4 separate regions of the Mus musculus genome follow, and all the other regions are linked to region 2. Evidence: chromatin contacts called from public ChIA-PET and HiChIP or PLAC-seq data. All regions are on one chromosome and are shown on one strand. Each heading gives the region's core, a stretch centred on a gene start, on an enhancer-like site or on the middle of the called end of the contact. The rest is flanking DNA. Distances are from core to core; before and after follow the strand shown. Region 1 overlaps Alpk3 (alpha-kinase 3). Region 2 overlaps Iqgap1 (IQ motif containing GTPase activating protein 1). Region 3 overlaps Alpk3 (alpha-kinase 3). Region 4 has its middle 44 kb from the start of Gm44851.

Evidence for each region. ChIA-PET counts read pairs in DNA pulled down with a chosen protein or histone mark. HiChIP or PLAC-seq counts read pairs in DNA pulled down with a chosen protein or histone mark.
Region 1: a contact with region 2 is called in an RNA polymerase II ChIA-PET map of memory CD8 T cells, with 53 read pairs. The contact joins two enhancer-like sites. A contact is called at or near these places in 3 of 115 datasets of contacts at active chromatin or transcription factors (bone marrow-derived macrophages, embryonic stem cells and memory CD8 T cells).
Region 3: an H3K27ac HiChIP or PLAC-seq map of embryonic stem cells shows a contact between it and region 2, with 5 read pairs. The contact joins two enhancer-like sites. A contact is called at or near these places in 4 of 115 datasets of contacts at active chromatin or transcription factors (bone marrow-derived macrophages, double positive thymocytes, embryonic stem cells and 1 more) and 1 of 9 other capture datasets (embryonic stem cells).
Region 4: a contact with region 2 is called in an RNA polymerase II ChIA-PET map of memory CD8 T cells, with 95 read pairs. The contact joins two enhancer-like sites. A contact is called at or near these places in 4 of 115 datasets of contacts at active chromatin or transcription factors (effector CD8 T cells, large pre-B cells, memory CD8 T cells and 1 more) and 1 of 9 other capture datasets (adipose tissue).

The regions. Positions count from the first base shown.
Region 1 is chr7:81,072,873-81,078,561 of GRCm38.p6, forward strand. It overlaps Alpk3 (alpha-kinase 3), which reads left to right. Exons shown (of 14, transcript NM_054085.2): 4 at 4,001-4,118; 5 at 4,674-5,689. Among named protein-coding and RNA genes, the nearest start is that of Alpk3, 18 kb to the left of the region's middle. Within about 2 kb of position 2,714, at least 100 of the 459 cell types and tissues checked have an H3K27ac peak or open chromatin away from gene starts, as enhancers often do. A contact at or near this core is called in bone marrow-derived macrophages, embryonic stem cells and memory CD8 T cells, where this site is marked.
Region 2 is chr7:80,775,376-80,780,914 of GRCm38.p6, forward strand. The region is part of intron 2 of Iqgap1 (IQ motif containing GTPase activating protein 1); the gene reads right to left. Among named protein-coding and RNA genes, the nearest start is that of Iqgap1, 25 kb to the right of the region's middle. Within about 2 kb of position 4,061, at least 245 of the 459 cell types and tissues checked have an H3K27ac peak or open chromatin away from gene starts, as enhancers often do. A contact at or near this core is called in bone marrow-derived macrophages, effector CD8 T cells, embryonic stem cells and 1 more, where this site is marked.
Region 3 is chr7:81,090,253-81,096,052 of GRCm38.p6, forward strand. It overlaps Alpk3 (alpha-kinase 3), which reads left to right. Exons shown (of 14, transcript NM_054085.2): 6 at 1,895-3,932; 7 at 4,655-4,802; 8 at 5,150-5,277; 9 at 5,406-5,441. Gm51490 (a long non-coding RNA gene) reads right to left here. Exons shown (of 3, transcript XR_003946807.1): 3 at 1-361. Among named protein-coding and RNA genes, the nearest start is that of Gm51490, 19 kb to the right of the region's middle. Within about 2 kb of position 4,294, at least 9 of the 459 cell types and tissues checked have an H3K27ac peak or open chromatin away from gene starts, as enhancers often do. A contact at or near this core is called in embryonic stem cells, where this site is marked.
Region 4 is chr7:80,445,619-80,451,598 of GRCm38.p6, forward strand. No RefSeq gene overlaps it. Among named protein-coding and RNA genes, the nearest start is that of Gm44851, 44 kb to the left of the region's middle. RefSeq lists an enhancer at 1-882. Within about 2 kb of position 4,378, at least 46 of the 459 cell types and tissues checked have an H3K27ac peak or open chromatin away from gene starts, as enhancers often do. A contact at or near this core is called in effector CD8 T cells and memory CD8 T cells, where this site is marked.

The DNA.
Region 1 (5,689 bases), core at 1,464-3,963, 300 kb after region 2:
GCCCAGTGTGGTGGCCTCCCCATCTACTCTCTTCAGTTCTGGGGTGCATTCTGTATTGGGGTGTGTATGTGCACGTATGTGCTTATTCACATGCTAAGGCAGAAGAAGAAAACATCAGAGGTAGGTAGGTTGAAGCCAGGGACCTAATCTGTGATAAGAACCACATTTATTGAATGAAAGAAAGAAAGAAAAGAGAAAGAATCCTATTTTGGGCAAATAAGTCTAATATGAGGACTTTTAGGTGCAAAATGTTATACACTGGCCCTAGAGTCCTCATTGGGAAGAATGCTAGAGAAGGGAAGTTTCTATGTCATTTGACAGCCATGTAGCCCTGGGTAGTAATTCCCTTAGCTCCGGTGGGGCTTGCTTTTCTCCTGTGTGAAGCAGGAATCACAGCGCTCACTGCATAGCAGAGAGGGATTGGAGTCTGGGCCCTTCTGCTTCCTCACTGGTGACTTTTGTAGAAGTCTTAACTCATGAGCCTTAATTTCCTTTTCATTTCCCTTACTTAAAAAAGCCTTTAACTGTTTTAATGCATGTATGCTCCAGAATATTATGTATAGCATGTGTGTAGCAGCGCCCTAGGAGGCCTGAAGAGGGCGCCAGAGTCTCTGGAACTGGAGTTTCAGGTGGTTTTGCAGGACTGCGTGGGGTCTGGGAACTGAACTCCAGGCTTCTGCAAGTGCAGCAAGAGCTCTAAACCTTGGGTGTGGGTCTCGATGTCTTGTACTGGGGATTGTGACTACATCCTTAGGAGCATTCTGATCTGAGAGTAGATGGGACATGCGTGAGGACTGTCTCTTGGCTTCTGGCACACAGTTAAGTCTTCCTCAATAAATGTGAGCAATTTGAGTTCAGAGGAACCAGGGAAAATTCCATATCTGACAGTTAGTTCTCTTAAAACTCTAAACTCCTATTTGTCTGACTCTGAGTTTCTTTAAATTAGGAGTGACTGGAAAAGACAGTGGGTGTCCAAGTTGGGTTCCCTAGGTGAGCCTGCTAGCTGTGCAGCAGACCATAGGCTGTGAAGGGGCAGGGGAAAGCTACAGGCTCAGGTTCTATTTTGAACTCTCCCAGAGTTCATTCTCTCTCTCTCTCTCTCTTTTCCCCTCCCTCCCTCCCTCCCTCTCCCTCCCTTTCCCTCTCCCTCTCCCTCTCCCTCTCCCTCTCCCTCTCCCTCTCCCTCTCCCTCTCCCTCTCCCTCTCCCTCTCCCTCTCCCTCTCCCTCTGTTTGCGTGTGTGTTTGCATATGTGTACCATGCATGGAAGTATGTGTGGAGCTGAGTTAAGGACATAATCCTCTTGAGCTTTTGTGTATTTATATAACATAGTAACCATCACCCAGGAAGTAACCAGCACGTTACAAATAATCTTGTTTTCAAAGCCATTTGTTTTGTTTTGTTTTGTTTTGTTTTGTTTTGTTTTGTTTTTCAAGACAGGGTTTCTCTGTGCAGCCCTGGCTGTCCTGGAACTCACTTTGTAGACCAGGCTGTCCTTGAACTCAGAAATCAGCCTGCCTCTGCCTCCCAAGTGCTGGAATTAAAGGCGTGCACCACCACCGCCCAGCTTCAAAGCCACTCTTGCTATGAAGCCCTGATCCCCATTATTGGCAGAATTATGGGGTGTTCCTGTGGCTCAGGCTCAGCTGTGTAGGCCACTCCCTGTTCCCCTCCTTGTCCCAGGCCTTTGCCCCACTCCAGCCTCTCTTGGACTGCAGGCTGAGGATGTCCCTCCCGGGCAGGTCATGAGGCAGAAGACTCCAAGGCCCTGGTGGGTGAGATCATCCCACAAGATGGTGAGAGCACCTGTGCTTGCCCTAGCCACACGCACAGTGATGTAACCCAGGGCTTTAGCGCACAGTGGAAACACAGGGCTCAGTTTACAGCCAGCACAGCCCAGTTTGTTCCTGGCCCAGCCGGCTGTAGCCCTGCCTCCCCTGCTCCCCGCTGATGTTCGACTTCCCTTGCTTGCCCTTTGCCCTTCCTCATATGCCTCGGATGGGGCTCCCGTGGGTTTGTTTCCTGTTCCTTACTCCTTTGCTTGCTCCTCTGACAGGGGGTTATGGAGGAACCGCTATGCAGGCACTGGTGCAGGCGATAGAGATACGGTAGTGAACACAGGATGGCTCCTGCCCACTTGAGTCTTGGGTCTAGTAGGAGAGATGGCCAAGGAGCTAAGCTAAGGTGTGATTAGTGGCGGGAAGGGGAGGGGCTGGTGACTGGGGGTATGCACCCATGCCTTCAGTATTACTTGATCCAAGACCAAATCCCCAGCCAAGGAGCTCGCTTCTTTCTCTGGACCATAGTTCTCCATACAGTTGATGTATTCATTGGTAAATATTTACTTATTGTGGATTGCATTACCAGGCACTATTCTAGGAACTGGGGATGCAGCATTGACGAACACAGATAAGTCCCCGCTGTCACGAAGCCAATATTCGATATTCTGTGATGGGCACACTGTGACAGACAGGACACACACAAATTAACAAGCTCAGTGTGTCTCATGGCAGTGTGCTCTAGGAAGAAAGATGCAAGACGAGGGAGGACAGCAAGGCTGAGGGGAGAGAGCCACAGGCTCGCACAGGCTGTTGGAAGGCCTCTGTGAGGAGTTAGACAGGAAGCAGAGTGGCGCAGGATGTGGCCTCCTGGGCTGTTAGTGTGAGCCAGCAAGACTGAGGCGGGGGTGCGGCTCACAAATGGGAGAGGGAGATGAGATCAGGTCACTGCCACAGCGACAGGGTGCAGACTGTGTGTGCCTGTGTGAGGTGGGGCTCCTGGGGTGCTCTGAGTGTGGCTGAGAGTAGATGGATCTGAAGTCACACTCTGCTTGTGGCGTTTCCAATTGAAGAGAGGCCACGACAGGGGCAGCGAGGCCATCAAGGAAGGTCTCCCTGGGACCCAAGTGGGGCATGAAAGTGGTGGGGACTAGGATGTGACAGGAAATGGTCAGATCCTGGGTCTGCTCCCAAGGGTGAGCCTGTAGGACTATCTGACAGGGTGAGTGTGAGAAGAAAGGAAAAAGGAGGACTCGGGGCTGTGGCCTGAGCCACACTGGGGGATGGGTTGTCCCCTTACTGAGCTGTGTGTGAATAGGCTTGGGATACGGATAAGGAGTCGGATGGGTCACACCTGTGGCCTGCTAGGCCGTCAAGTGCAGATATGAAGTCAATGTACAGTCTGGAGTTGAGAGGAGAGGGCTGGACTAGAGGTTGCAACAGCAGGGGGTCCTTGCTGCTCCTTGAGCAGCTAAAGCCAGTCTAGGAAGTAGGCAGTCAGGCCTAAGGATCAACGAGCGATTTAGCAATGTGCACGTCACAGTTGACTTCGACGGACAGTTCAAGTGTAGCAGAGGAAACAGGAGTAGAGATGGAAGACAAGGCATAAAAAGCTCCACAGACGGCTTCTGCAGGCTCAGGTGCAGTGGCGCACATCTCTATCCCAGCACTCAGAGGCAGAGGCAGGCAGGGCTCTGTGAGTTCAAGGCCAGCCTAGTCTACATGGTTCCAGGACAGCAAGGCCTATATAGAAAGACCCTGTCTTAATAATAATAATAATAAGCCAAGTGATGGTGTCATGTGCCTTTAATCTCAGCACTCTGGAGGCAGAGGCAGGTGGATCCCTGTGAATTTGAAGCCAGCCTGGTCTACAGAGTGAGTTCCAGGATAGCCAGGGCTACACAGAGAAACCCAGTTTCAAAGAGACCAATAAATGAATAAATAAACAAATAAGTGAATAAATAAAAGATCTCTCTTCTAGTTGAAAGCTAAGAAGTCTCTTCCCCCTAGTTCTCATCCTTTCAGTCAGAGGGGAGAATGCTTTCTGCTTTGACAGATCCTACTTTCTGAAGCTGAGCTGAGTGACAGGGACAGTGCCTCCGGAGGGCCCGGGGCACTGGAACCGTCCAGTCTCTTCAGACAGCTCGAAGCCCTTGCCTCTGCGTCTCCTCCCACTACTTTGGATCTCACCTACTATTATTCAATCTCTTGCTTCCTTGTCAGGATACCCAGAGCCAGAGGTGACCTGGTACAAGGATGACATAGAACTGGACCGTTACTGTGGCTTGCCAAAATACGAGATCACTCATCAAGGCAACCGTCACACCCTGCAGCTGTACAGGTGAGGGAGAGGGGCCGGCATGGCTCTCTGCCCTCCCGAGGGCCCTGCGCTGGATCCTGCCATCAGACCTGGAGTCAGCTGGGTGGAAACGCCCAGGCACTCTCTGGAGTTAGAGGGCAGGGCTCTACTACTGAGTTGATCTACCTGGTGAACTGTGCTTTCTGCCAGTGTCTGGGATCTCCCCAGGCCAGGGCAGACGTGCTTCTGACAGCCACAAGTGAGTGCAACCAGAGGAGGCCCTGACCCTCAGAAACCTTTTCCATGAGGTCAGCAGCCAGGAAAAGCAACAGTGCCGTCATTACTACTCTCAGGGCTGTGTTGGTCACCTGCTTCTGAAGGGAGCTCTTCTGGGCCCCGAGTCTAATCCCTCCTGGGACAGCATGACCTTGGTCAGCTGTCCTCTTGTGGCCTCAGTTTCCTCCGTTGTAGCTGAGGAAATTCATGACGCCTAAAGTAGGGCACGACTTGGATTGGGAGGGAGCCGGTGGTCAATGCCAGAGACTCTGGCTGTGGGGAGGAGCGGGGAGAGATGGCGCCTCATGCTCCTACCTCTAGGTGTCAGGAAGAAGATGCTGCCATCTACCAAGCCTCTGCCCGGAACACCAAGGGCATCGTGTCCTGCTCAGGGGTCCTAGAGGTGGGCACTATGACGGAGTACAAGATTCACCAGCGCTGGTTCGCCAAGTTGAAGCGCAAGGCTGCAGCCAAGATGAGGGAGATTGAGCAGAGCTGGAAGCATGGAAAAGAGGCTTCAGGGGAGGCTGACACGCTTCTTCGCAAGATCAGCCCCGACCGCTTCCAAAGAAAGCGCCGACTGAGTGGAGTCGAAGAGGCTGTCCTCTCCACGCCAGTCAGGGAAATGGAGGAAGGCTCCTCAGCGGCTTGGCAGGAAGGAGAGACTGAGTCTGCTCAGCACCCGGGGTTGGGTTTGATCAACAGTTTTGCTCCTGGAGAGGCGCCCACCAATGGGGAGCCTGCTCCAGAGAACGGGGAAGACGAAGAGCGTGGCTTGCTGACATACATCTGCGAGGTCATGGAACTGGGGCCTCAGAACAGCCCTCCAAAGGAGTCTGGGGCTAAGAAGAAAAGGAAGGATGAGGAATCTAAACCAGGAGAGCAGAAGCTGGAGTTAGAAAAGGCAGAAGGGAGCCAGTGCTCTTCAGAAAACGTCGTCCCCAGTACAGACAAACCCAACTCCAGTAGAAGGGAGAAGTCCACGGATACACAGCCAGCTCAGACCCAGCCCAGAGGCCGGGTAGCACGGGGGCCTGGGATAGAAAGCACCAGGAAGACAGCCTCTGTCCTGGGCATTCAAGACAAGGTCCAGGATGTCCCCGCCCCCGCCCCTGCCCCGGTCCCCGCCCCAGCCCTGGCCCCGGCCCCTGTCCCAGTCCCTGCACCCACCCCTGTTCCAAGCCGCAGCTCAGAGCAGGTGTATTTCTCCCTGAAGGACATGTTCATGGAGACCACCCGGGCAGGCAGGTCCCAGGAAGAGGAAAAACCTCCACCTCCAAGTACCAGGGTAGCTGGAGAAAGTCCCCCAGGAAAGACACCAGTCAAGTCTAGACTGG
Region 2 (5,539 bases), core at 2,811-5,310:
TAAGTAGCTTGGCCTCGCTTCACAAACTGAACGGAAAGTCACCCAAGAGCACCGCTGGGCAGCTCTCGCTTGACCATGATTCGAAGTTCACACTGTTTTCTTTAAGCCGGTCTTTTTTTTCTATTATGCATGTGGTTATTTGGCATGTATGTCTGTGCACTGTGTGTCTGCAGTGTCTGTGGGAGCCAGAAGAGGATATCATCAGATCAGATCCTCTGGGACTAGAGTTCCCTACAGTGGTGAGCCACCATGCCGATGCTGGGATTCAAACCCACGTCCTCTGGAAGAACAACTTGCTCTTAACTGCTGAAGATGTCCACAGCCCTCGAGTCCACAACATAGTCCTTCCTTCCGGGACAGCGACAGGTACAGCCTACTGAACACTCACCCTCCCACACAAGCTCAAGCTCTAGCACTGGGCTTCCTCACGCCAGCAGCAGCCCAGTTCCCGACCTCAAGCCCTCAGAGAGAAGCCATACGAGGATGAAACCTTGGTGACTGCTGCTGATATAATTAGTAGGAAAACTGAGCGCTTGTGTAATTACAAGATGATTTTTAAGAAATTCTTTATGAGGGTGCATGTTGAGACAGGGTCCAAGCTGGCTTCAAACTCCCAATCCTCCCATCTCTGCCTCTTAAATTCAGGAATTAGAAGTAAGTACACTATGCCCAAAACTTAGAGCTAACTTTTGACCACACACTTTGCAATTAATATGAAAACCAAGGTTGATTTAGAGATTTAAATGTGTACATACATATATGTGTGAAGTTATATAATCTTAAAGAGGAAAAGAGTTTACAAACAAGAGGACACAGGCAGACATCAGAGGGAAGGAGATGAGGTGAGATGGCTCACGGGTAAAGGCACATGACCACAAGCATGATGGCTGGAGTTCAATGCCCCAAACCCTCATGGTAGAAGAAGAGAAGCAACTTCCCCAGCTGTCTCTCCACTGAGCAGATGGCGCATACGCACCCAGACACCCACATGCACACTAAACAAATTAAAGAAATCATTTCCCACTATCCACCTAGGTGTAATGATGCTGGCCTACAGATTCCAGGCTTACAGGACAAGCTGGGGGCAGCCTCAGAAAACAAAAAATAAATAAGCAAAGCAGGGCAATATAGCACGTGTCTGTAACCCTCACTACAACCCTGTACTCAGGAGATGAGGTAGGACCAGTCAGCCTGGGCTACACACCAAGACCTTGCCTCTAAAACGGACAAAAGCAAAGAAAACCACTACTGACCGCCACCCTCCCAAATACCCCACAACAAACATGGTGGCCCAGGCCTTTTTCCTCTATGCTCAAGGCCAGTCTGGTTGAAATGGTGAATTCCAGCCAGCCACAGCTACACAGCCAAGACCTGGTCCAAAAAAACAGAAAAAAAAAACAAAACAAAACAAAAACAAAAATAAACTGGAGAGGTAAAATTGAAATATAGAACAATTTCCTGGGTTTATACATATATTTTAAACACTTAAAATGACAAATATTTCCCTAAAAAAATGAGCTAGAAACACAAGCAGGCAACTTATAAAATAAATAGAAATAGCCAGTGCTCACAAAAATGTTCAGTATTACTGGTCATCCATTAAATGCAAATTAAGGTAACAATATCACCATCTGCCCGACTGCCAAATAGTAAAAATAATAACTTATTATTCACTCTGTGGGAAAATCCCACATTATCACACAGTCCCAGAAAGAAACAAAACAAAACAAAAAATCTGGCCCCATAAACCATCTACAGCAACTTAAAGAAACTTCTATAAAAGGAAAGAGAAAAGGTTTTATTTTTTTAAAAATGACTTGGGGACTTGTGGCATGGATGACTAAATAGATCCATGAAGCCACACCGAGACAGGGAGACAAGAGGATGACAAGTGCATGTTGGGCCTGAAATGTCAATGGGACAGCCATCCAGAGTGACATCCTGCAAGCACCTGGAAACCCAAGCGGATATGAGGCCATCTACAAGCCTAGGGACAAGGTAAAGACAAATACAACGGGGAGATAGCCAAGGACGGGACCTTCTGAGGGTGGAAAGTCCCTGCAAAAAGACGAGAAATCAAGAGGGGATCATGTGGTGGTAATCAAAGAAGAGAAACACTCCAGGAATCTGGCTGTCATCACCGCCGTCAGACGCTGTAAAAAAGGGACAGCAAAGAGAACAGAAAATGAAAAACTCCTCCAGGGCCTCTGTAGAGGGACTCTGGAGCAGGAGTCAGCTCGCAGTGAACAGAAAGGTGGGAAATACTGGAGTGGTGGTGGCAAAGGCCAACTGGCAATGGCAAGCGGCAGATCGTTTTCAAGTTAAAGCAGAGAAGAGTTTGCCAGCCACAGCCAGGATTCGAGCTTAAAAACAAATCAAACAAACAAACAACCCAGAGAAGACCCTCAGACAGGACTGAACCCTCAGATACTACAGAGAAATGGGAATCCAGAATAAGGACTCTCTTCTGATCCAAAGGGGCTGGACTCAGACAAAAGCACCAGCAGGGCCATCTCCGGGGAAGGTAACTCTGGTTCACCTGTCCGGAGACTCAGGACACCGCTGTAGAAAGGACACAAGTCCAAAACCGCAACAGAACTGAGTTGCAATCCCAGCACTATCGAGGCAGAGGCAGGAGGATTTCTGAGTTCAAGGGCAACCTGGGCTACACAGAGACCCTGGGGAGAGGAAGGGAGAAGAGGGAGAGAACAAAAGAGAGAGGGGGGAGAAGGGGGAGGATAGAGTAAATTAGCTCAGCTGGCCTTCCTGAGGCCCTGTGATCGGAACCTAGCTGTCTTCATTGAGACTGCCTTTTAGGTGAAGGCTGCTGGCCCGCCACCTGGACAGACACTATCATGGCGAGTGTCTAAGATGTCGCTTCCATAGATGTATGAGTTGATAAGAGACACGACATACAGAAAGGGGGGTACAAGAAGTGGGGAAGGAGTGGGGATCAGTCCAGGATGGGGGGAAATCCAGGGCCAGGGTTGTGTGTGTTCAGTCATTGTGAGGAAGATGTAGGCGTGCCTACAAGAAAAGAACAAAGATGGAGGACTCAATAAAGAAAGCAGGCCTGGGAAGAGTGGAGGTGACAACAGCTAAGATAGGAACATGCCCTACCCTACCTGAGCAAAGAGGGAAGGAAGCAAGAGTAAGCAAGAATGACACGATATCTGACCCCACTGGACTTCCGTTTCCCGTCTGTAACACGGACAGGAGCAACACCTAACACCTCCTAAAGTTGGTGTGAGGAGTGGAGGTCATACACACTAAGAGCTAGGAGGGAAGTAGTTAGTTAGCTATATATCCGTGTGTGTGTTGGGGGGGGGTAATAAGTCAGTTAGCTATATATGTGTGTGTGTGTGGTAATAAGTTAGTTAGCTATATATCCATGTGGTGTGTGTTTGTGTTTGTGTGTGTGTGTGTGTGTGTGTGTGTGTGTGTGTGTGTGGTAATAAATTAGTGGTGGCGCACGCCTTTAATCCCAGCATTTGGGAGGCAGAGGCAGGCAGATTTCTGAGTTCGAGGCCAGCCTGGTCTACAGAGTGAGTTCCAGGACAGCCAGGGCTACACAGAGAAACCCTGTCTCTAAAAACAAAAACAAAACAAAACAAAAAAAAGTAAGTTAGCTATATATCTGTGTGGGGTGTGTGTGTGTGTGTTAATAAGTAAGTTAGCTATATATTCGTGTGTGGGATGTGCGTGTGAGGGGGGGGAGGGGAGAGAGAGAGAGAGAGAGAGAGAGAGAGAGAGAGAGAGAGAGAGAGAGAATGTAAGACTGCTCAATTCCCAGAAATAAATCTTCTAGAGGCGGAGCTCCGTGGTTACATAATACTTGTCTACCTGGTCCTACTGATAACATTTTTCAGTTCTTGGCCCTACCCATTCTGCCACCAGGGAAACAAAGCCGTGCCTATCCCAGAACGCTACAGTGGCAAGGCTAAAACAAGCCCGGACCAAGAGCATACATATGCAGAAAAGCATCAGGGTGGGAATCTGAATTAGGGGTCTGTGAAGAGGAAACCAGTGGAACAAGTTCTGCAGAGCACATGACTTCAGTGGTTTCCCCGCTCTGTGCAATACAGAAGGGGAACCGACCAATGCCGGAACTGGCTGCCCCAACCGCTGAGAATCAGTTCCTCCAGGAGCAGAAACTCAAGCTGCCACACCCATCCTGCCCAGTGGAACTCCAGGCCAGGATTACCCTATGCTAGAAACCTCCCAAATATGGTCAGCTAGTCCTATACTGGGGATTCCATTAAACCACCCTTACACGCAACCCCTGGGTGTGCAAGCGGCCTGAGGAAATCGACAGTGTGTGCCAGGTACAGGCCAGGGAGAAAACCAGCAAGCCGAAGACAGCAAGCACTGTGTGTCACAGGAGGCTCCCTGGGCAGCCCGCTTCCCAGGGAAAGCCTTTGGGGTTGAGGGGACCAGAAAAGGGGTTTCATAGGAAGAAACAGGTCAGGCTGAAGGAGACAAAGAAAATGTGCAAACTCTTTGCGTATTTGAAACAGGAATGAAGGGATAAAATTTGATTTAATGTCGGGTGTGGTGTCAAACACCTGTAATTCCAGCACTGGGAGGTAGGGAAAAAGGGCTTGGGAGTCCAAGGTCACCCTTAGCTACAAGCCAAACTACCTGAGCCAGTCTTTAAAAAAAAACAAAAAACTTTGAACTTTGATTTTAAAAGATTATTCTGAGCAGTAGGAATAAAAAGAAGGGGCCTGCAGAGGAGAAGGCATGAGATGAAAGAAAATTCTACAGTAGTGAGGGGAAAACACAAAAGCTTGTTTCCAGGCTAACGAGCAAAATGAGAACTCTGGATGGCATCTATACTTTTTTTGGTTTTTTGAGATAGAGTTTCTCTGTATAGCCCAGGCTGTCCTGGAACTCACTCTGTAGACCTGGCTGGCCTCGAACTCAGAAATCCACCTGCCTCTGCCTCCCGAGTGCTGGGATTAAAGGCGTGTGCCACCACTTTGCTCAGCGAGCAAATGATTTTATTAAGAGCTGGATCAGAAAAGGTGTCTCTCATAGCAACGGGTCCTCTGTCTGACTGGGTTGGTAAAAACTAACAATTCACTGAATATTACAAATGAATTTTATGTCATCTAAGTTAAAGTCTACAAATCTTTTTTTTCATTGAATTTATTTATTTGTTTATGTGTGTGCCACAGAGTATGTGCGGAGGTCAGAGGACAACTTGCAAGAGGAGGTTCCAGGGACTGAACTCAAGTGTCGGGCTTAGCGGCAAGGCAAGCAAAGCACCTTTACCCACTGAGCCAACTTCCAGAATGTTTCATTTTAAATAATTAAAAACGAAAACAAAAACAAAAACGGAAACTGAATGAAACCTAGACAATAGCTAAGTGTCTGCAACTCTAGATCAGTTATTGTAGCTGTGACCCGGGGCTCAGTGGAGGGAGCTTACCTAAAGTCACCCCAAGAACTCTTCCCAAAAAGGGAGAGTGGATAAAAAGGATAAGCAGCTCCTATAGGAGAGAGAAAACAGGCTCCCATTTCTTAATAAGAACAG
Region 3 (5,800 bases), core at 3,044-5,543, 320 kb after region 2:
CATGCATGGCTGTTTTTGAAACAGGGTCTCAAGCATCCCAGGCTGCCCTTAAACTAGGCTTGTAACCGAGGAGAACTTGAACTTTTGATTCTTCCGCTCTAACTCCTGGGGCTAGAATTAGAGGCTGATATCATCATACCTGGATTATACGGTGCTGGGCATGGAAGAACCCAGGGTCTTCGCTGCGCTCCTCCGTGAGCACTCTACCCCTTGAGCTATGTCGCCAACCTGGCTCGTGGCTTGCTCTTATGAGTGACATCATCAGAGAGCTTACTCCACCTGCCGTCCTCCTGCCTCATCTGTGCACATCTGCGCTGCGGTGCTGCTCAGGGATGTCCCGCTGACATTCTGATCTTCCCCTCTGAAAAGTCCACGCGGCTTTAGTCTTGGTTCCAGGATTCCACATTCACATAAGATAAATACATTTGGTGCCTCCCACAGTTAGTTAGTTAGGTAGGTAGGTAGTTTTCTCAAGACAGGGTTTCTCTGTGTGGCCCTGGCTGTCCTGGAACTCACTCTGTAGACTACCTGACTTTGCCTCCTGAGTGCTGGGATTAAAGATGTGAGCTATCAAACCTGGCTTCACATTTTATTTTACTTATTATCTCCCTCCATAGTGTGTGTGTGTGTGTATGTTTGTGTCTATGTATGTATGAGTGTGTCTATTATGTATGTCTGTGTATGTGTGTGTATCTGTGTGTATCCATTTGTGTGTCTGTATGTCTCTTGTGTATGTGTTTCTCTCTGTGTGTATGTGTGTCTGTATGTATCCATGTGTGTATATGTGTGGGTGTGTATATCTGTGTATATGTCTCCTGTGTTTGTGTGTATGTGTGTGCATGTGTGTTCGGTGCGTAGGTCCGAGGACAGCTTTGGGGAGTTGATTCTTGCCTTCTGTCCTGTTGAACCAGGATCATTCTGGCTTTCTGTCCTGCTCGCAGCACAAGTGCTCTTATTCTCTGGTGGGGAGGCATCCACCCCAGCACTGTTGTCCTTTAAGGGTGGCTAGCAGACGCTGTGGCGAGAAGTGAGAGGGCAGCCCGGTGTGTGAGAACTTAGCACAGTGCTCCCCAGCAGAGGGTGTAGAGAGACACCCGAGGGTGTCATTCAGAGTTCTCCCACTCTAGGTGTAATGACATCCTGTTATTTCCACATGCCCAGTATTTCTGCCAGACACTGTCCTTGAAGTCAGTATCAACACACATTTTGACATTCTCTCAATTTACTGTAATTCTAAGTCAGGTGTTACATTCAAGAAGGACTAGTCAGCCTGGTGGTTTGTGCCTGTAATCCCAGCACTCAGGAGGTTGAGGGAGGAGGATCAATAGATAGATCAAGGCCTACCTCAGCTACAGAGTGAGTTTGAGGCTAGCCTGTGCTGCATATAACCCTGTTTGAACCCCCTGCTCTCTACCTTCCAAATGGAAGGAAGGAAGGAAGGTAGGAAGGAAGGAAGGAAGGAAGGAAGGAAGGAAGGAAGGAAGGAAGGAGAGAGAGAGGGATGGAGAGAGGGAAGAAAGACAGACAGATGTGGGGAGGTTAAGATGCAAATGGAGGTTCTGGGAGCACTGGGGCAAAGACAATATCTTCCAAGTGATAGAGGGATCAGTTGGCAGGGTCGGTCACAAAGAGTCTTTCAAGATTGGCAGGTTTCTTCAGGAAGAGGTCAGACGGCCAGACGGGCCTGGGTTCTAGATATTCTTTAATCGAGTTTCTGGGATCAAGACTGAAGCTTTGGGTTCTTTTGGGTTCTCAGCGTGTCTGGGCCATGGACTGGGTAGCGGCAAGATTCCCTGCAGAGCAGTTCTGGATGAGATCAGAGAAAGCTGGGATGCCAGCTGCACAGAGACCAACACGTGTCGTTAAGACTGTGCTTTTGGCCATGTGTTTTTAGGCTCTGGAGTCCCCAGCAACCGTGGCTCCCACCAAGTCTGCCAACAGCAGCTCCGATACCGTCTCTGTTGATCACGACAGCTCTGGAAATCAAGGGGCCACGGAGCCCATGGATACAGAAACTCAGGAAGATGGAAGGACACTTGTGGATGGGAGAACTGGAAGCAGGAAGAAAACACACACAGATGGAAAGCTGCAAGTGGATGGGAGGACTCAGGGAGACGGAGCACAAGACAGAGCACACGCTTCGCCAAGGACACAGGCAGGTGAGAAGGCACCGACGGACGTTGTGACACAAGGAAGTGAGAGGCCACAGTCAGACAGGAGTTCATGGAAGAATTTGGTGACACAGAGAAGAGTGGATATGCAGGTAGGACAGATGCAGGCAGGTGAGAGGTGGCAGCAAGACCCTGGAGACGCAAGGATACAGGAGGAAGAAAAAGAGACACAGTCAGCAGCAGGCAGCATTCCTGTAGCTTTCGAAACCCAATCAGAGCAGTTGTCCATGGCCAGCCTCAGCTCACTTCCTGGAGCTCTCAAAGGCTCACCATCAGGATGCCCTAGAGAGTCCCAGGCTATAGAATGTTTTGAGAAGAGCACAGAGGCACCCTGTGTCCAAGAAAGATCTGACTTGATGCTGCGGTCTGAAGAGGCAGCCTTCAGAAGCCATGAGGATGGGCTGCTAGGCCCCCCATCAGGGAACCGTACCTACCCAACACAGTTGCCTCCCGAGGGGCACTCAGAGCATTTGGGAGGACAAACACATCAAAGGTCAGAGCAAGAGGACAGCCTGTCTCAGTGCCCCAAGAAGGAGCAGCCCCAGGAACCGCTTCATGTGGGTCTCTCTGGTGGGCATTCAACTGGCTTGAGTCAGGAGGTGCCTGCCATGCCTTCTCTTCCTGGGACGGGCCTAACCAGTAGTCTGCAGGAGGAGCTACCAGGCACCGCAGCTTCTCTGCACACAAACACAGATGTCCCCCTCCCCTCCAGGGACCAGGACTTTCCGAGTTCTGCTCCCACTCTGCAATTGGGGCCAGGGTCCCCCACTCAGAGTCACCCACCAGAAGCCATGGCTACTAGCAGTGAGGGAGCCTGTGCCAAGGAGCCAAATGTGGACGGGAGGTCCTCAGGTACCCGGAGCTGTGACCCTGGCCTTATAGATTCCCTGAAGAACTACTTGCTTCTGCTGCTGAAGCTATCCAGTCCAGAGACAAGTGAAGCCAGGGCCGAGTCCCAGGAAGTGGCAGACACCGGGGGCTTAACCTCCTCCTCTACTCTGGTCCCCACCATGGAGGTGGCTGGGCTGAGTCCCAGGACGTCGAGGCGAATCCTGGAACGCGTGGAGAACAATCACTTAGTGCAGAGTGCACAGACCCTGTTGCTGAGCCCCTGCACCTCCCGCCGCCTTACTGGCCTTCTGGACCGTGAGGTACAGGCTGGCCAGCAGGCTCTGGCTGCTGCCCAGTGCTCTCGGGGCCCGTGCCCCACCCCCCTCACCATCCCTGCCATTGTGGTGGGTGAGGAAGGATCTGCGGGAGAGGATTCCGAGGAGAGGACTTCGCAGGAAAGTGACAAGAAGGGACTGCTAGGGGAAGTGGAGGGGCACACAGTGGAAAGCAGAACCCAGGAGCCCTGCCAAGAAGAAGCAATGCCAGGGGAGGCTTTGACGGGTCTCCCTGCAGCTACACCCGAGGAACTGGCTCTGGGGGCCCGGAGGAAGAGGTTCCTCCCTAAGGTCAGAGCAGGGTCAGATGGAGAGGCAAACAAGGCTGAAGAAAGGGAGAGCCCCACGGTTTCCCCCCGGGGACCCAGGAAGGGCCTGACACCTGGGTCACCAGGGACTCCAGGGCGGGAGAGACGGTCCCCTACCCAGGCCCGAAAAGCCAGCATGTTAGAGGTGCCTGGCGCAGAAGAAGAGCCTGCAACTGGAGACTTGGTCTCCAGATCCAAAGACAGTGGCCTGGACTCAGAGCCTGCGGTGGATGAAGGCAAGCAGGAAGCTCTGGCCAAGCAAAGGAAAGCTAAGGACCTGCTAAAAGGTGAGTGCCAGGAGCGGGGCAGGGGAAGCTGTCAACACAGGGCCCTACTGTGAGTACCACCCTGTGAGGGGCACCTCCCTGCTAAGAGGCAGTAGTTCCTTGAGAAACAGCACTGCAGGAGCTATCTGAGGGGCCTAGAGCGCCAGGAAGGGAGGTGACAGTGACGGGGCACTGTCAGGGGTAAAGGCCAGGGAGAGATCTAGTGAAGGGAGGGCCAGGTATTGTTGGACCTTCTTTGCTCTCAGCATTCCAGAAACTAAGGCAGGAGGCTGAAAGTTCAAGGTCAGCTTGTACTACTCAGGGAGACCCTGTCTGAAAACCAGATCAAACAGGAACAAAGCATGCAAACAAAGGCCCAGCTCAGCACAGGCCTTGGCTTCAGGGGCCTCCGGGGCCCCACCATCACCTCTGCCTTTATGGACTTGTTCCATGGTGATCCCACAGCCAAGATAAGACTCAGAGGCAGGTTCAGAGAGAATGCAACAGCCAATGCAAAAGCCTCTCTTGACTGCTTGTCTCTGTGAACGTGCTTAGCCTTGAGTCCCTATGTCCTGTCTCCCTGCCTCCCACCCTGGTTAAGGTACGTGCTCTCCAGCACAAGCACCTTATAATGCTCAGGCTGTTCCCTAAGGATACCCAAGGATGCAATGGGTGTGACCCGAGAGGGCAAGGGTGGTAGGAGTCGGTCGGCTTCTGTCTTGTAACAGGGCTCCTGTTCTCAGCCCCACAGGTGATCCGGAAAATTCGGGTGGAACAGTTTCCAGATTCTTCTGGTAGTCTGAAGCTTTGGTGCCAGTTTTTCAACATTGTTAGTGACTCAGTCTTGACATGGGCGAAGGATCAGCACCCAGTGGGCGAAGTGAACAGGAGGTAAGCTGTCTGGAGAGCACCGCCACCTGCCCGGGCTCCGCAGTTACAGTCATGTTGGGGACTAGCATCTTGAACCCGTCCCCTCATTTTGTCCTCACACTAGTCCCAGTGAGTGAGTCTCTTATTTCAAGTGGAGATCAGAAAATTGAAACTCAGAGGTCTTAAATCATGGGTCTCAAGTCACACAGCAAGTAAGTGTCACCTGTGTGATTGAGGACCGGTTTCTGACCTGGAACCTCTCACCACCTTCCCAGGGCTCCCAGAGCCTGGGTTCCCAGCAGCCTGTGAGAGTTGGGTCGAAGGCCCTGGGTGATGACCCTCACGAGAAGGGTCTCCGCTCTCTGCAGTGCAGGGGACGAGGGGCCAGCGGCTTTGGCCATCGTGCAGGCGTCTCCCACGGACTGTGGTGTGTATCGCTGTACCATCCAAAACGAGCATGGCTCAGCGTCCACTGACTTCTGCCTCAGCCCCGAGGGTGAGTGTTCTGTGGATCTCAGCTGGCCTGGCCTTGCATTGTGGGAGGCAGCGCTGTGCTGTGCAGGGATGGGGCTCTGCCCAAATAGACAGCCTGAAGACAGTAGCACTCTCTTTTTCTCCACATAGTATTGTCCGGCTTCATCTCCAGAGAGGAAGGTGAAGGTATGTTGGCCCTCTGGTAGGGGGGCATGTCTTCATGCCGTGGCCCACCCTTGGCAGGGTTTCTGTCCTTAGGGGCATACAATCCTCCCTAAGTCTGCATGCTGTTCCTCTTTGCTGCCAGTTTAAGACATGGCTTGTGGGGGGTGATGGAGGGCTGGTGTTTCTAAAGACTGTGGAGGGAGATGAGCTGGGGTGGGGGTAGGGTGGGGTGTGGGGTCACTTAGCAGGAGTCAATGCAGCCCTCTGTCCCCTTCAGAGTCCTTGAAGGACATGACAACCACCAAGACCAAGACCCAGAATTTCTCCCAGTGCCCTGTGGACTTGGGCGTTAGAGCCACAGATAGTCTGCTGCGAGCCCA
Region 4 (5,980 bases), core at 3,128-5,627, 330 kb before region 2:
CAGCAAACCTTATCATGAAGCAGCATTTGCCTAGCCCAGCGGGGAGACAGCTCCGCTCCCGGGCGGGCGGATCTGGCTGATGACTGCCCTTATTTGACCCCACAGGCTGGCAAGGCCTGGGGAATGTCAGCTCACACTTGCCTCCACAGCTTTCAAGAAGTTTCCTTTGCTTCCAGTACACTCAGCAAAGTGCATGCTGGGAGTGGCAGATCTGTTCCTTGTCACCAATCTCTTTAAGATGTACTTTGTGGGGAGCTGGGGGCAGAGAGCTCAGCAACCAAGCGCCAGCTTCACATGTGTAAGGCTCTGACTTTCATACAAAGCACCACTAAGAGAGGGGGGGGGGAAAAAAAAAGATGTGCTCTGTGCTGCCTTTCGTGCCTGTAATCCCACCACGTGGGAGGTTAAGGGAGGATGTCTACAAATTCAAAGCCAGCCTGGCCTACATGGTGAGTTCAGGGCTAGATAGGACTGCAGAGTGAGATGCTGCCTAAACGAACAAAACAAAACAAAACAGGCTGGGATGTAGCTCAACTGTTAGTATTTGTCTAGCATGCATAAAGCCCCGAGTTCCAGGCGCCCAGCACCACACAAAGCTGGCCACCGGCAAAGGCGTGGTAGGCTCCTGCTGGAGAGGTGGAGACAGGAGGAGTAGGAACTTGCTGTTTCTGGCTACTTTGGCAAGTTCAAGGCCAGCTTAAGATAGGTAAGACTCTCAAGTGTCCCCCACCCCCTACCCCGAAGCTGTACTTCAGAGTTGAAAGGGCTAAGAGCTCCCTCTGTCTCCTTTGTGAGGAGCATGTGTTTGTGAAGTCACGTGTGTGCAAGGATGTTCCACTCCATGGTCAGTACTCTGTGTGCCACTGGACAGGCATTTCAACACTGAAGATGCAGGTGACAGTTATCACGGAGTATAAAGTCCTTTGTTGCTGTTTGTTTTGAGAGGTTTCGCTTTGTAGCACAGGCTGTCCTGGTACTCACAACACACAGCAACTCCAGACTGGCTTTGAGCTCACAGGCAAACCTCCTGTCTCAGCTTCTCAAGTGCTTGGATTCCAGATGTGAGTCACCGAATTGGTGAAAGTCTTTTTTTTTTTTTTTTTTTTTTTTTTGTAGCTCTGAAACCAAAGACAAAAGAGGAGGGGCCAGGTCTAATAGTATACACCTTAGCCACAGGCTTGGGAGACTAAGGCAGGAATATCACTTGAGCCTGCCAACTAGAGGCCAGCCTGAGCTACAAAGGAGAGAGAATGTCTTGCCCAAGTTCAGGAAGGTACAACCTCAGCAGCTGTCCATATTCACCCCAGGGCTGATTCATCCAAAGACAGGATTTGAACTCCCATCCTCCCCATGGCCCTGAGGGCCTCACAAAGCCCCTTCCCCCACGTGTAAGTACACCACAGGTGCATAAGATAGAAAAGGGAGCTGAAAGCAGATGCTGGGGACTGTATAAAACTAAGCACACGATACCGAATGGAGCTTCAGGTCAGTAAATGGGGGGCTGGCTAACTACATGACATCAACTGTATGAATATGAGGTCAACCAGAAGAAACTTTGCCTTTGTCTTGGAAGGGAGGTTGGCACCAGGCCACAGTGGCTTGGCCTATCACTTCCATGGGCTACGAGATGCCATGGTCCATAGACTCGAGGCCCTGTCCCTATCCTCCTATCTTATTCTCCCATGAGGAAAGTCTAGGTAAATGCCACCACATCTGTCTTCCTCATAGCCCACATGCACTCCCATGGCTACCTCTTTGCCCCACTCATCCGCCCATCCATTCATCCATCCATCCTCCCACTCATCCTCCCACATGCCCCTCACTGACTGATTCTCCCCATTCGCTCATTACCCAACCCCATTCATGATCCATCCATCTACCTACCGACCCCGCCCTCAGCTCCTTACATCCACCTGCCTATCAAGCAAGCACCATGCACCATGCACTTATCTACCCATTCTCAGGCACTGGGTAGAACCTAGATCTACAAGCAGAGGGAGACGCCTGCAAAGCAGTAGAGCCAGTGACAGAACCTGCCTTTTATTTGGGGGGCGGGAGGAAGGGCGTCTGCTGCCGTTTGTTTTATATATATATGGAAATACCTGAGAACAAGTTACTTATAAAGAAAAAGTTTAATTAGCTCAACACTGTAAAGGCAGTGACGTCTGTGATTTGAACTCAGGGCAGAAAGTGAAATTTCAACGGGGCAAACACGCTCTATGATAATGCACTGTGAGGTCACTGACATGGGACAAACACGCTCTATGATAATGCACTGTGAGGTCACTGACATGGGACAAACACGCTCTATGATAATGCACTGTGAGGTCACTGACATGGGACAAACACGCTCTATGATAATGCACTGTGAGGTCACTGACATGGGACAAACACGCTCTATGATAATGCACTGTGAGGTCACTGACATGGAACAAACACGCTCTATGATAATGCACTGTGAGGTCACTGACATGGGACAAACACGCTCTATGATAATGCACTGTGAGGTCACTGACATGGAACAAACACGCTCTATGATAATGCACTGTGAGGTCACTGACATGGAACAAACACGCTCTATGATAATGCACTGTGAGGTCACTGACATGGGACAAACACGCTCTATGATAATGCACTGTGTGGTCACTGACTAGGTGGTTGGTTTTTTTTTTTTAATTTATTTTTTTATTTTTATTTTTTTTGTCAACTTGATACAACCTAGAGTCATCTGGGAAGAGGGAACCTTAATTGAGGGAGCACCTAGAGGCAGGCCTGTGGGGCATTTTTTAAATTCATCATTGTTGTGAGAGAGCCCCAGCCCCCGAGGGTGGAGCCACCCCTGAACAGGTCAGTCATGGGTGGGATAGGAAGGCAGGCTGAGCAAGCCATCAACAGAGCCAGTGAGCAGCACTCCTCCACGGTCTCTGCTTCAGTTCCTGCCTGGAATCCCTGCCCTGCCTTCCTCAGCAATGGAAGAGGGATGGACTGTAAGTCCTAAGATGTAATAAACTTTTTCCTTTCCAGGTTGCTTTTGGTCATAGTCTTTATCACAGCGACAGAAAGCAAACTAGGACATTAACAAAGCCATAAAGAGAGGCAGGCAAGGCCGGGCGTGGTGGCGCACACCTTTAATCCCGGCACTAGGGAGGCAGAGGCAGGCGGATTTCTGAGTTTGAGGCCAGCCTGGTCTACAGAGTGAGTTCCAGGACAGCCAGGGCTACACAGAGAAACCCTGTCTCGAAAAAAACCAAAAACCAAAGACCAAAAACCAAAGCCATAGAGAATTAGCCCACAGGGAAAGTCTTCGTCCCTCTTTAAGGCCTCACCATCACTGACCACGATGGACCATGATGACACTAACATTTCTGGCACGCCTCTGCATTTTGACCGGCTGTGGTTCTCTGTAGTGGTCTCCATCTGTTGCAGAGAGGTTTTCTTGATGAGGGATGAAGACTGTACACACCTGTGTGTGTGTAAGGACAAGGGTTTGAATGCGGTAAGGGATCTTGCTGGTTTAGTGTTGTAGCTTATGTTACCTGTATGCATGTAACAGCAATTAAAGGAAAAAGGCCATGAGCTGGAAAGAGACCAAGGAGGAATGCCTGGGAGGTCTGAAGGGAGGATCGGAAATCCTCTTCCTTCCTTTCAACTCCCTAACATTAGGTAGGAGAGAAAGAAGGGGGGGGGGGGAGGGAGGGAGGGAGGGAGAGAGAGAGAGAGAGAGAGAGATCAGGGATACGACAAGGTGTAGTTAAAACCATCTTTTTTTTTTTTTTGGTTTTTCAAGACAGGGTTTCTCTGTGTAGCCCTGGCTGTCCTGGAACTCACTTTGTAGACCAGGCTGGCCTCGAACTCAGAAATCCGCCTGCCTCTGCCTCCCAAGTGCTGGGATTAAACCATCTGTTTTTAATTGTTAAAAATCTTGTGTTTTCCCACCCGTCCACTTTGTTCCCAGAAATAACGGCTCTGAGACCTAATAGTTCATGAATAAATGCCTAGGCCAAAAGCTTTGCTTGATCCCCGACTAGCTCATGGCTTAACAGCCTGTTTAGTCTAGTCTAAGTCTTGCCATGCAACTGGCTACCCAGTCCTCAGTTTCATGTGACAATCCTCTTCTGTGTCTGGAGTGAATCTCCTGCGCCTGAATATCTCCCAGAATTCTCTCTCTCTCTCTCTCTGCTGGATATCCCACCTTCTAATCCTGCCTCAGCTCATTGGCCATAGGATTTTTTATTGACAGCTTAAGCTTCCATACATTGCACGAGAGATTACCTCTGTAAAAGGCAATGATATCTTTCGACCACTTCCTGCTGATTAGGGGCAAGTTTGATCTTTGCCATCAGGATATCTACTTTCTTCTCTTCTCCTCTGCATGACGATTTGACAAACCACAATCAACAGCAACGAGCAGCCTCCAACCACCAACCAGCCACACACACACACTTACTGGGGCTCTAGCATTCATACATTCTCTGAAAAGCCCCCCAAATGCCAAATGTCACCCACTCAAAACAAACTATCTGCAACTGGCAAATTCGTACTCCCGCTAGAGCGTGAGTGAGGCAAATCAGTAAGCTGCTGTGGACAATCTAAGGCAGCCCCACACCCCACCCTTGGGGTTAGACAAAACATGTCCTTACAACATTTCTGTGTTTTTAAAGAAACCAAAATTCTCACTACAGGTCCCCATCACCTTCTGCCTGGGCAGGTGACTTGGCTAAGGGTGATTGTCTCACAGTGGAGAGCATCAGGCCACAGAGCTTTCTGTTTAGGGGTGGCTACCCAGATGGTGAGGCAGGGGGTTTGCTCATTCTTTCCAGTAGGGGAGGGCAGACAGGGAGTCAGAGAACCCCTGGGGCCAACCAGAAACCAGACCCCTGGCCGAGAAGTCCGACCTTCAGTGCAGCTCCTGTGCACCTTCCACGTCACACATAACTGGCCCCCACACTCCTGGCTTTGCTGTCTTTCCTTCTCTGGGGTGTGTGTGTGTGTTCCCACTGCCTGCTGAGGGCTAGGGCTGGGTTTGGGCCAATTAGTATTTGTAGAGTATCTGGCCAGAAGGACATGGTAGCATATGCCCGTGGTATATTTACTTGGGAGTTTAGGGGTTAGATTGAGCATAGAGTGAGACCACACTGCCTGCCTCTCCTTTAAGAGGGATATCCACAACCACCAGGGAGGGAGGCAGTGACAGGGCTGATATTTATTGTGTAGATGAGAGATTGAGCTGATTCTGGTGGTGTGGACCTATAATTTCAGCTACTCTGGAGGCTAAGGCAGGATTGCAAGTTCAAAGTCTTCCTGGGCAATTTAGTGAGACTATCTCAAGTAAAAGGAGAAACTGGTGGTGATGGCTCATGCCGTTAATCCCAGCACTTGGGAAGTAGAGGCAAGCAGACCTGAGTTCAAGGCCAGCCTGGTCTACAGAGCAAGTTCTAGGACAGCTAGGACTACACAGAGAAATCAAACCCAACTAAACCAACCAACTAACCAACCAACCAACCAACCAAACAAACAGGAGGCTCAGCGAGGCCATGGAGCTTACAGTTCCCTGACTTTTGAGGTCAGGGCAGTGCCCTGCTGATCCTTCCTAGGCTGATTCTAGATGCTCAAGTCCTCACTGTGAGCCAGGCACAGGCAGTTGGGAGGGATGCTGTCTACTGGAGCTTGAGTGGGCACTTGCTTCTGCAGTTAACCTCCTGCACAGCCACCAGATGCTGACATTCCTCTGACATTAATGGAGTTACTGTACTGCTGGTCAAGAGGAGAGGGAGCTCAAGGCGCCTCTTATGGAAGAGACCCAAGGATGCTGAGCTTCTGCTGGCCTCTGGCTATAACAAGGCTTGGTGTCACCGGTGTCCTTCCTTCCAGCCAGGTTAGGATGCCAGAGGCTAACAGCCAGAAGCTCCAGGTCAGACTTCTCATTTCAAGCCTCACTATGTCCCAAGGGTCACTGCCTAGGGGTTCTCCTCTCCTACGA